Linked DNA regions of Mus musculus: region 2 is linked to region 1. The links are chromatin contacts, called in public Hi-C maps. All regions are on one chromosome and are shown on one strand. Each heading gives the region's core, a stretch centred on a gene start, on an enhancer-like site or on the middle of the called end of the contact. The rest is flanking DNA. Distances are from core to core; before and after follow the strand shown.

Region 1 (5,513 bases), core at 1,891-4,390:
ACTCTTAAGGTATCTATATCTTCTCCCCCTTTTCTCTTGAATGTTAGCCTAATGCTCAGACCTGAACTAGAGATACTATCTTCCCAAGCAAGTGACGCTTAATGACTTGTGTTTGTGTGACGATACTCAGGGTTCTTCCAAATGTAGTTACCATGCTAGATGCCAGATAACACTGCCAAGAGATACACAGAGGTCCTTGTCTTCAGAGGATCTAAGCGTCTAGTTTCTCCCTAGGCTCTGACAGTCTAAGCTGTTTCTAAGAGAAAAAAAAAAGGGGGGGGAAGGGAAGAAAGGTAAGGAGGGAGGGAGGGACAAAAGAAGGGACGGAGAGAGGAGGGGCTTCGGGACTACAGTAAGAATATGAGTATACAAGAAGAAAAGATCTGGAGAGCAAGAAAAAGATAGATGATTAGAGACACACCAAACTCAGAGGGAGAAGAAGAGGGTAATTGATCTAGAAATCTAGGTAGAGTCTGGCACAAAGAGCCTCCCCACCTACCAAGAATCCAGAAAAGGATCTTAACTCTGAAAGGATGACCCCAAGGCGATCTCTGACACACACACACACACACACACACACACACACACACACACACACACACACATACACACACACAAAGAAGAAGAAGCAGAGATGGAAACTTAGAACACAGACTCCAGAACTCTAGGAAGCCATTTTTGGTAGTCTCCTATGAAGCCTGGAGGGAGGACTTAGGAGTATGTGAACGTTACATGAAGACTGCTTGAGCCACACTCCCCCTGAAAGCATTACCTACATCCTTGGATAGTAACTTTTCTCTCTCCCACAGAGAGGAAAAGCACTCCACAACTACCCCTCAGGCCTTGGTTCATGAATCCAGGCATCCCATGGGTAAGTGTGCTATCTTTGTCTTATTGGCTGTTGTACTAATTAGTTTTATGTCAACTGACTCAAAGTAAAGTCACCTGAGAGGAAGGAATCTCAATTGAGAACATGTTTCCGTAAGATCAGGCTATAGGCATGCCTATAGGGCATTGTTGATGTGGAAGAGCCCAGCACACTGTGAGTGGTGTCACTCCTGAGCTGGTGGCCCAGGGTTCCCTAAGAAAACAGGCTGAGCAAGCCATGAACAGCAAGACAGTAATCAGAACCCACCCATGGCCTCTGTAACAGCTCCTGTCTCCAGGTTCTTGCTCTATTTGACTTCTTACCCTAATAACCTTGGATGGTGAACTGTTCCCTGGAAGTAGAAGCGAAATAAACCCTTTCTTCCCCAAGTTGCTTGTGTTCATGGTGTTTCATCACAGCAATAGAAACCTTAACTAAGACCACAGTGGTCACATGTACATGGTATGACATAGGTAAAGCACAGTAGGTGGTCTTGTCCTTCCCCAAACAGGCTAAGAGCAGAAACTATTCATCTCTTGTCATTTATTAAGGCGACATTTATTGACCATCTTCTTGATATCACAATAAGTTTATACTATCAACCCAAGCCTTGAACTGTGGAATAGGCACTCACACCACTGCACTGCAAACAGAACATGGAAGATGAACCCCATTGTACAAGCAAAGAGTTGAAACAGAGAACAGCCCTGGACCACACTGGGATTCAGACTCTCCTTGTGCCTGCCCTTTAGTTTTCTCTCACACTTACTTCCTGCACTGATTCTAAAATTGTCTGTAGAACAACAATGTCACTGAAGACACCTTTGGATCTTTAGGGCCTCCATAACCCATGGCAGGCATACATTTATGGAGAAGAGATTTGAATAAAAGAATAAGGTTTTGCATCTAGAGCTCTTGGGTTCTAGAATCATTACTATCTCATGGGAGTTTTAAAAGAGGGAATACTGCCTCACACCCTCTTTGCCTATTTCTGAACAAAACGTGCCAGCAGGTAAAGGTGGGGTTATCTTCAAGGCATACTGAAACTTCCTCAGACTCAACAGAATCCAGGTGAGGGAAATGCCAGAGGTGGAGCAGGCACACCCTAAAATGAGCATCCGTTCAATTCCAAATAGTGGAAGAAGCATGCCAAGTTCAGGCATTGGGCCAGGTAGGTCCAATATGGCAAAGGTGCCTGATAGCAGGGGGTTTCATGTAACACAAGGCGCATGAAGTTATGAAGTATCCAAGAATCTCCTGTTCTGAAAGGGAGACTCCAAACTGACCACATTTGAAGCTCCTACCCCATTCAGGTTAGTCTTGGGCACTCCTACATGTGTGTTAAATCTCTATTCATGGTCTCCCAAGTGATGCAGGAGGCCATTTTTACCCTCACCACCTCCAATAGTTACCAGAATGGAATGGGTTTCCCTTAAAATCACTTCAATATTGTCTCCCATGTCCAATCCCACCCAGTCCTTCCCACAGGCCAGACCCTGCTAGGTAGAAGGGAACAAATTCAGATCTGACCTTTATAGATCGGATATGACAGGTGTGATGTTGGAGGCTAGAATGAATGTCGGGAAGAAGACTAAAAAGATGTAAGCAAGGTCCTTCCAGAACATGGACAGGGATATGACACACAGTTAGTAGAGTTTGGGAAGGCCTCAGAAAGATGCTTGTGTATGAACTGCGCCTTGAAGGTTAAGCAGATGTTTGCCAGCTGGAGAAGGGCATAGAGCAGCCAGAGTCAAGGAGTGGGAGGGGATGTCCAGAGCATGGAAGAGTATAGAGTATGTTTGGGAGAATAACCAGCCACTGAGTGAGAGAACACGGCTGGAACAGCATACCAGAAGAAGTTTCAGGGTTTTCAGATTTTCTTCTGCACATTGCCCTATAAGCAAAGACAGCAGGACTCCCTAAGTCACCCAGGCTCCCAGTGAGTGCCAGGGAAAATGTTTAAGGTATCATTTAACCCAAAGCAAATGTACTATTAGCATTTTTTTTAAATCTCCAAGAAAGAAGAAGAAACAAAAGTTGTTGAAATGTGAAAATAATTAGAGAAACGACTTTCCCAGGGACCAAACATGGCCCACGCTGCGCAGAGGGAAGAACAAACAAACTTAGGGGCGGTTATGAAGCTGTAAAACTCCTTGTTTATTTCTGAAGAAAGAAATAACGTTGGAGCAAAGCCACCGAGCCTGCACAATCATAAATCAAGGCTGAGGCGGTAGGGAAGGAGGAGTAAGCCAATAAATTCAGAGGAAACAACGCTGCATTCCAGCTGTCCCAGGCGGCCTGAGAACCTGCTCTGCTCCGGTTCTGCAGCCCTGGATCACAGCATCCCAAAGTCAGAATGCCCTGCGTGTTCCTTGTGCGCTCGCCCAGTCAGAAAACATTTGGCTCTTCTGAGGGTTGTTCAGTTTTCAGAAAGAAGTGGGGAAAAGTTCTTTCAGAAGGCCCGAGTTCCCCCTTCTTCAGCTGCCTTCTTTCTGCAGGGTAGTTTCAGCCTAACAGAAACCCCCACGAGGCAGGGGGGCACGGTCAGGGCTCTGGAGGGAATTCCCACCCTGTGTGCTCAGAAGGGGAGCCCACGCTTCCATCCCAGACTGCTGGCTTCGGTAAACAGTCTCAGTGGAAAGGTCACCACTGACTTCTGAGCTGAGGGATTTTTCTCAGCTCACACCTCAGGTTTCTGGACAGAGTGGCCTTGTATTGTTTACTGAGAACTTGCTCCACTAACAGCACTGAGCCCTGAGCTGCAAGACACATAGAGCAAGCACCAGGAGCAGGCAAGGCTTCATGCTGGCAACCGGTTTAGTGATGTCCCTGCCTCAGACCTGTATGCTTTATTTTCTGTTTTTTTTAAAGGAGTGTGAACTTACTCCATTGAGTGATTTTACTCCATTGACCCCTACTTCACTCTGAGTCACATAAAGACATCTACACTTTGCATAATCTGCATACCGGCTCAGTACGATTAAACACCATTTTGTACCCTCGTAAGACAGGAAGCTGTGGTTCATTGCTTGCAGCACAAACCTGATGAGTCGGGGACGGTAGGACTCAGGTAAACGTCCACTTTCTATTAGCCACTAAATTCTGTTGTTTCAATAGCCAAAGCCAAAGCCCTGTCTACAGAACTTAAGTGGTTTGGAAACATGGAAAGTGACATGTCACTCAAGTGAATTAAGAGGTGAGTAACCACAATAACAAATTATTCACTGCTAGTTACCGATTACTGGACCACCAATTCCCCATGCCAAGCCCTTTACATATGCTAATTCAATGTGGTGAGAAGGAAGGTGGCAACTCCATTTCAGAGTTTAGAGAACTGAATTAGGGAGGGGCAAGTGTGTGGAAAGGTCACCTCACCCCCCAGAAAAGGAAAGCTATCTTGCTATTAAAGGTCAGTTTTTATATGTCGGGGTCTGTGGTCTCTACAGATGATAGAGAATATATTTGTGGTTTTAAAACTTAAAATGACTAGATTTTGTACTAAATCAGATGCCATCCAAACAGATTTCTACGTTTCTTGTGAATGAAACAAACTTAAATCATCTATATGTTTGTATGTGTGGTTTCTGCATTGTTCATGGAAGTATGTGCACTTGTACATGCATGTGTTTGTGTCAGTATAAAATCCAGAACCTTCCATGATTGTTCTTGAACTACTTATTGAAGATAGTGTGTCTCACTGAACCTAGAGCTCACAGATTTGGGTGTGAAGGCTAGGAGTATACTTGTCTCCACGTGCCCCTCACCACCTCCTCCAATCCTCCATGGTGAAGTTACAGATAGACGTTGTTCCCACCTTTTCTTTGGAGGGGGGATTCTGGGGAAGATGTCCTCATGTTTCACAGCAGCCACTTCACTGTTTGAGCCATGACCCCAGCCTCATGTCTCTATCTTTTGACTCCTGCGTCACCCTATGATGTGAGCAACAGGGATCCCTATTGAACAGCATTGGTCAGCCACACCAGCAGTCGGTACTAGGGGTTGGTGAAAGCCTGGCTATAACTTGTCCCCACTGCATAGCTGCCAGAATTTATCATTCCTTTTCAATAGTCATGTAGTGACTACTGCCCTTTTTTAAGAATAAAATAAGTCTTTATTTATATACATATTCTTATAGTAAAGGGGGAAGCCTTAACTTGCAGGAAAACTCTTGGGCAGTATGTACAACATTCCTTTTATTTCCATGGAATGGAATCAAACACTGACTGAGACCACAAAGTATATACTAGAAATCAGCAAATGCCGGCAACAGAGTAGGAAAATGACAAAGAAATGAAGACTACTGCCTTTTATTGAGCATCTATACATTAAACATTTATTAGCTTTATTTCCAGATGAAGAAATTCTAACTCAGAGGGGAAGTATTTACCCAGAGAGAGCTATAGAAGTGTGGGGACCAACATTTGATGATTTCATGTGTCTATAAGAGTTGTGTGCCTCATCCTTAGTTATGTTGTCTGCGTCTTCCCTCACTGTGTATCTTAGTTTTCCATTTATGTTATGACAAATGACTACACACGCAGACGTTTCCAATACCACACATTTCATTACTCTTTAATAGAGTCCAACTCACCTAAACCAGTGTGGGTGACTGAACTGGAAGCCGTGGCAGCTGCAGAAGTCACAG
Region 2 (5,513 bases), core at 1,919-4,418, 460 kb before region 1:
GGGTGTAAAGGAAAGAAGCAGAAAGCACATGTGCATGGGAAGAAGACTGGCTTTCCCTGAAGCTTCATGTCAAAAGAGCCGCCGCTACAGAAACCAGGCTGGCCCTGAACCCTCAATCTCCACTTCTGTTTTCCTTTATCACCCCGCTACTTTTTCTGAGGAGTTTATGTCTCAGAATATTACTTTAAAAAGTACTACATTGGTAAGAAGTAGTTTCCTGACTTTAGGCATCTCAGGAACAAGTTCCAACCCCTCTGGCAGGATCAAAACTGAGTTCATGTTCCCAGAATCCAACTCCTCTGCTAATTCTTCAGATGGTTTGTGTTTGCCTGGTAACCAGTAAAGGCTATCAAGAGGGAAGATGCTGCTATCCCGTTAGCTAAACTAAGACACACAAGTCTTCATTGTGCTATTTGTCTTGACTTAATTGACTATACTTGCATCTTGCTTTGTTTCCTTATCATTAAACAATTGCAGCCAGACACTAGGGGGGGACCTGGCTGCAAAAACTGAATCAAGGACCCTGAAACCAAGTGACCAATCAAGGACCCTGAAACCAGGTAAGCAATCAAGGACCCTGAAACCAAGTGACCTGGACGAGGAACTGTCAGTCACCAAGGTTAATTTCCTCCATTATGGTCAGTTAGTGCAATAGCCCACTCCATCCCCCTTGCTTTGTGTTTCTATCTCATACAAATGTTATAAATCTTCCTTTGAGGATGCCATTCATATCCCTAACTGGCTGCCTCCCTGAGCATTCAGAAAATAAAGCTTTTATTTTTTTATTTATTTTTATTTTGAAGCTTCCATATCTGAAGTGAATTTTCTAGGCTTCCACCCCAAACCCAACAACATTAGTAAAACCATTTTTTTTTTTTGGCTTACTTAGAGAAATAAGCTGAACTGATAATGGGACACATTATCCTTGTGGATACTTGGAGACAGAGCAAGGCTTCTTAGACACAGTGCTGGTGAACTCTACAGCTGGGAGAGACTGCACTGTGTGGGTTGCACTGTGGCTGGTAACATCTATGGTTTCAATTTGCTACAGACTAGTGATCATTCTGCCTCCTTGGGTATTTCCAGATCCTACTAGGTGGACCATGGGTGCCTAAAGTCAGCCCCCATTTAAGATCAAGTATCCTAGAGAAAATAATGTGAACCACGGACTCAATCTCAAGTACAAAGCTCGGGAAGATACTAGTTATGTGATTTTCGAAGTCTTGCTTTGTGCCTTACAACATGGGAACTAATCTTTACCTAATAGAATTGCTGTAAACAGGTGAAAAGTATGTGAAGCAACAGGCAGAGCCCTGGAGCCTTAGAAGATGGGTAGGAAATGGCCATGTATGGTGGTTCTTATCGAAGATGCCAATATTATTGGTGTATTACTAGAAAAAGCATAACTAAAGTTTAAAAGTGAATGAACAAATGCATTCTACTTCCCACGTCGTGATAATGGCATGGCCTGCTGGGAGTGCAGTTCAAGCTATCACTTGTCCAGGGATCCTTCTGTAATTTCCTGTCTCAATTTTGAGAGCATTTCATGTTTTACCAAAGCCTTCCACACTTAGCACAAATAACTGTAATTATAGCACTTACTTGCCAGTGCACTAGGCTGCAATTTCCCAAAACTCTTCTGCTCCCTCACATTCACCTCCCGTCTCCACCAGCTCAGAAAGCTGCTTATCAGTGGATACTCACTGGAAGGCTTTTCTCAAGATCTGTTACTTAGGTAGATAATCTAGGGGACAAATTCAAAAGTAGAAGAGCCACAAAGTCATCGGGCCCTCATTCTATATCACTCAGTGATAAGTATGAGCTATGGGATCTGACTAGACAGGCTTACTCACAGGCCTCCACCTCACCGCGTAGTTTCTGACAAACTCAGAATACCAGCCAGTGTTGCCTCACTTGACAAATGCAGGGGGAGAGCAGGATGTGCAGAGCTGTTTTCTGAACTTCATGTGAGATTACAAGTCACGTCTGTTCATAACTCAACTCTGAGACTCAGGTGCTCCCATGGCCAAATAAGGGGTGGCACATCTGCTCTGTTCAACTACAAAGTTGCTCTGAGGAGTAACTGGGCAGAAATGTGCTTCTCCAGTCTAAAGTTTAGAAATGTAACAGACCATTGCTAATAACAATGCTTGCTATAAAATCACCTCATCTTATACACATCTGTGTATAATAATTATAAGTAAACACTCCCCAAATCACATTATTGAAACCTGCTGCTTCCCCACCCTCTCTCCCAGAATACAGAAAATGGTGAGATAGTAACTGGCATGGTTTGTCACTAAAACAACTGTGATTTGTCCTAGCAAGGCAAGAACCAGAAGTTCTTTCCCTAAGACTGGCTAAATAAATTCCTCTGCCATTAGAAAAACAAACAAACAAACAAACAAACAAGAAAATGCAAAATCCTTATTTTGTTTCAACACAACTCAGAAGAGCAGTTTAAGCGAATGCAACATCTGACAGAAAATCCAATGTTGAGAATCAAAGACCTGTGTTCAACCTAGCAAAAATGTATGATTTTGACCAGAGCATGTTAATATGAGCGTAACCAGAAATTATGGAGATTCTGATACATTTAGGTGTAGATGAAGAATTGCTGGGACCCAATGCTTCTTCCTGAAGTACTGAACCAAGTACAGCTAGTATGAAAGGACAGCGGCCTCAGCTGAAGTGAGTGTCCACTGGTAAGGGAATGCCATTCTTTCATTCACCCAGTCACTAACTGTGACACCAGCTACTCAGGATGAAATGACTGTGCTATAAGAACCTACACATGAGTAAATAAGATGATACTGACATACAAACCAGCAAACATAACAACAAGAACACAGACAAAAGAAAGAGAGTCAGGGAGCCAGGGAAGGTTTCTATAAGAAGATGGCAGCATCTTCAAGCTTCGATGGAGAGTCAGAAGTCTGTGTGATAGGCAGGACCCACTGAAAGGAGTGGGGCCTGAGAGAGAAATGAAGTTGTTATTTTCTTTCAGGACAGTTGGGGCGCTGGAGCCAAGAACAGACCTGGAACAAAGTTAATGCTATTTTTACAAGCTAGAAAAATACCAGCAGCAGGAGTCCTGGCCGAACCACCCCCACAAAGTGCAAACAAAACCCCTCCTATCTGCTGCCTGTCTGCCGGAGAACTCTCTAACCAGTCCTTTCAGAACAAAATGTTCTTTTATCTTTGATTTTTTTTTCATTCCCACAAAGTCCTTCCTCCTCTCTTTCCAGAGCTGGAAAACACATGAATTGAGCTGTGTTGCTCTTTGATCTTTATCTTCCCCTCCCAGGCTGTCTTTGGGAATGAGAGTCTATGGGATATTTCTGCTGAGAGTTGACCCCTCCTCCTGGTCAGAATATGGGGTCCATAGCTGGTCAGGTCAGGCAAGCATATGACAGCCCATGGTTGTCAAGGCAGCTTTGTGAGAGGCCTGCATGGCATCCCATTACAAAGTTAGGCTCTTATATTGACATTTGGGGGTCTCAGCACTAAATTCATCCAACCAGTACTTATGGCTGTTTCTGGAAACCTATACAACTGAGAGTACTGAATTCCACATTCTCTTAGAGGACACGAGAAAGACAAAACCAGGGCACCTGGGGAGACAGAGCGAGTTGCATCTTTAGATTCTTCTTTTCTGCCTGACTATCTCCCGGACAGGAAGTGGAAGTTCTGTTGAGAGATATTTCACACCTGGGAGGGAACTTCATAAACAAATTACGTAAAAAAAATTGTGGGTGAATGTCTTTCATCCACAAATGAAAGGCATTCATCCACTAAGGTCTTCCCTTTCTAATAGGTATTTAGATTCTGGGGTGAGAAAACCAAAAAGAAAGGCTTCATTATTGGGTGCCTAGTATGTGGCAGACCAGTATACCAACAACTTCCTTTAAGGGGCGTATGTATGTATGTGTGCATGTGTGCGTGTGTGTATGTGTAATGTATATATCATCAGTTTTCACAGAAAAAAGAGATGAGCCATTGATAATCTTTTCCATCAAAGAATAAAAGTTTAAGAGGTAGCCCATTTGTAGGTAGAACAAGAATTTACTCTGGTCAGAAACCTGCTATCTCAAATCAATACTATGAAGCTACATAAACACAAAGCAGGAAGGAACAAGACAAATCTCTCACACTTGTGTGTTTGCTCACTGCTGATCATCTCCAGGTCCACACCCAGAACAGACAGGTCTGCACATGTTGGATTGTTATCTTTATTGTATCTATGGTCAAATGGTCTTCTCAGGTCTCTCAGGCTTTTGCTTTCCTCTGCAACCCAACATGACAGGTGGATAATGAGTGCAAGTTTTGCATCTGGGCCTCTCTACCTTCCCAGATACTCTAATCCTGAGCTGGCTGCAAGGTGATGATGGGACAAGAGACGGGAAAAGAAGGTATAAGGATAAAAGTTGTCCAGAATTGTCAGTAATGAGAATCCCTTCAGTCAACCTCTCCAGTCAGCACAGACCCGAGTTCTGTCCTTTAAGAACCTAGGACTTTACTCTTATCTTTGAACTTCACAAACTCACTTTCCATATGTACTGATTAATGAACGTGAGAGAACTTTAGCAAAAAAGACATAGGCCAAAGATTCTGGAGGTAAAATTTGTGTCAGTGAGCTCTGCATTTAGGCAATAAATTGGGGCCATCTAGGAGTTTCTCCTCTCGGACAGTACAGAGTGTCCTGGGCAGAAATAAGAAGGTGTGTTTTGACACGTCCTTAGAGAGACCAGGGACACTGACAAGGAAACCGCAATGCCTGTGGCTCCCCACTACAAGGCCCTCTTCCCTGAAGCAAGTAGTAGCCACAGACAAGTGTTTGTCACCTGGGTGAGGCAAATGGTTGAAACTGTCCCCGCAGGGACAATTGCAAAAGACAATGAAGAAAGCTTCCCCGACTGCTTCTGTGATCTACCCTGTCAGGGTGACTGTGTGGCAGGAACACTCCATGTCTGTCCACACCTCCAGTTCTGTCTGTCATTGTGCTTTAAAAGCCCAACACATGACATTCTACTCAGAAGCGCTGCTCATACTGGGAAGTGCTGGAGAAAAACAGCCTTGCCTGTGGTCAGAGCCACACCACACCACCCAATTATCACATATGCAGCACTCTTGTTTATTTTGTCTCTGGACCAGAGCCTGAGAACAGGAAGATGAAGAGGGATGGAGCCCTCGAGCTGATAAGTGCCATCCAATCCACACACCAGGAACCAGATGACCCTTTAAAGTTTAATGCGACTTTACTCAACACATTTCTTAGCCACCCATAAAATCACAGTACAAGGCTCACCACTAGGAATACGAGAACAATAATATGATGTCCTTGTTCTCAAGGAGTTAACAGTCTGGTAGAAAAGAAATCAGACCAATCATAAACTTACAATGCAATGTGATCATTTCTTCAAATAAATAAATGTGATAAAAGAAGCCCAATTAACAGAACGTCTAAATTTGACTGTTCCACTGAGCTCCCTGCAAAGGAGGAAGCTTGTATC

Evidence for each region. A called contact is a pair of places that touch in the nucleus more often than the background predicts.
Region 2: a Hi-C map of uterus shows a contact between it and region 1, with 3 times the contacts expected there. The contact joins two enhancer-like sites. A contact is called at or near these places in 3 of 484 Hi-C or Micro-C datasets (liver, nephron progenitors and uterus), 2 of 115 datasets of contacts at active chromatin or transcription factors (heart atrium and kidney) and 1 of 9 other capture datasets (pancreatic islet).

What each region holds. Positions count from the first base shown.
Region 1 is chr4:95,276,543-95,282,055 of GRCm38.p6, reverse strand. No RefSeq gene overlaps it. Among named protein-coding and RNA genes, the nearest start is that of Gm32240, 71 kb to the right of the region's middle. Within about 2 kb of position 3,140, at least 100 of the 459 cell types and tissues checked have an H3K27ac peak or open chromatin away from gene starts, as enhancers often do. A contact at or near this core is called in uterus, where this site is marked.
Region 2 is chr4:95,740,761-95,746,273 of GRCm38.p6, reverse strand. All of the region lies in intron 7 of Fggy (FGGY carbohydrate kinase domain containing), which reads right to left. Among named protein-coding and RNA genes, the nearest start is that of Fggy, 190 kb to the right of the region's middle. Within about 2 kb of position 3,168, at least 30 of the 459 cell types and tissues checked have an H3K27ac peak or open chromatin away from gene starts, as enhancers often do. A contact at or near this core is called in uterus, where this site is marked.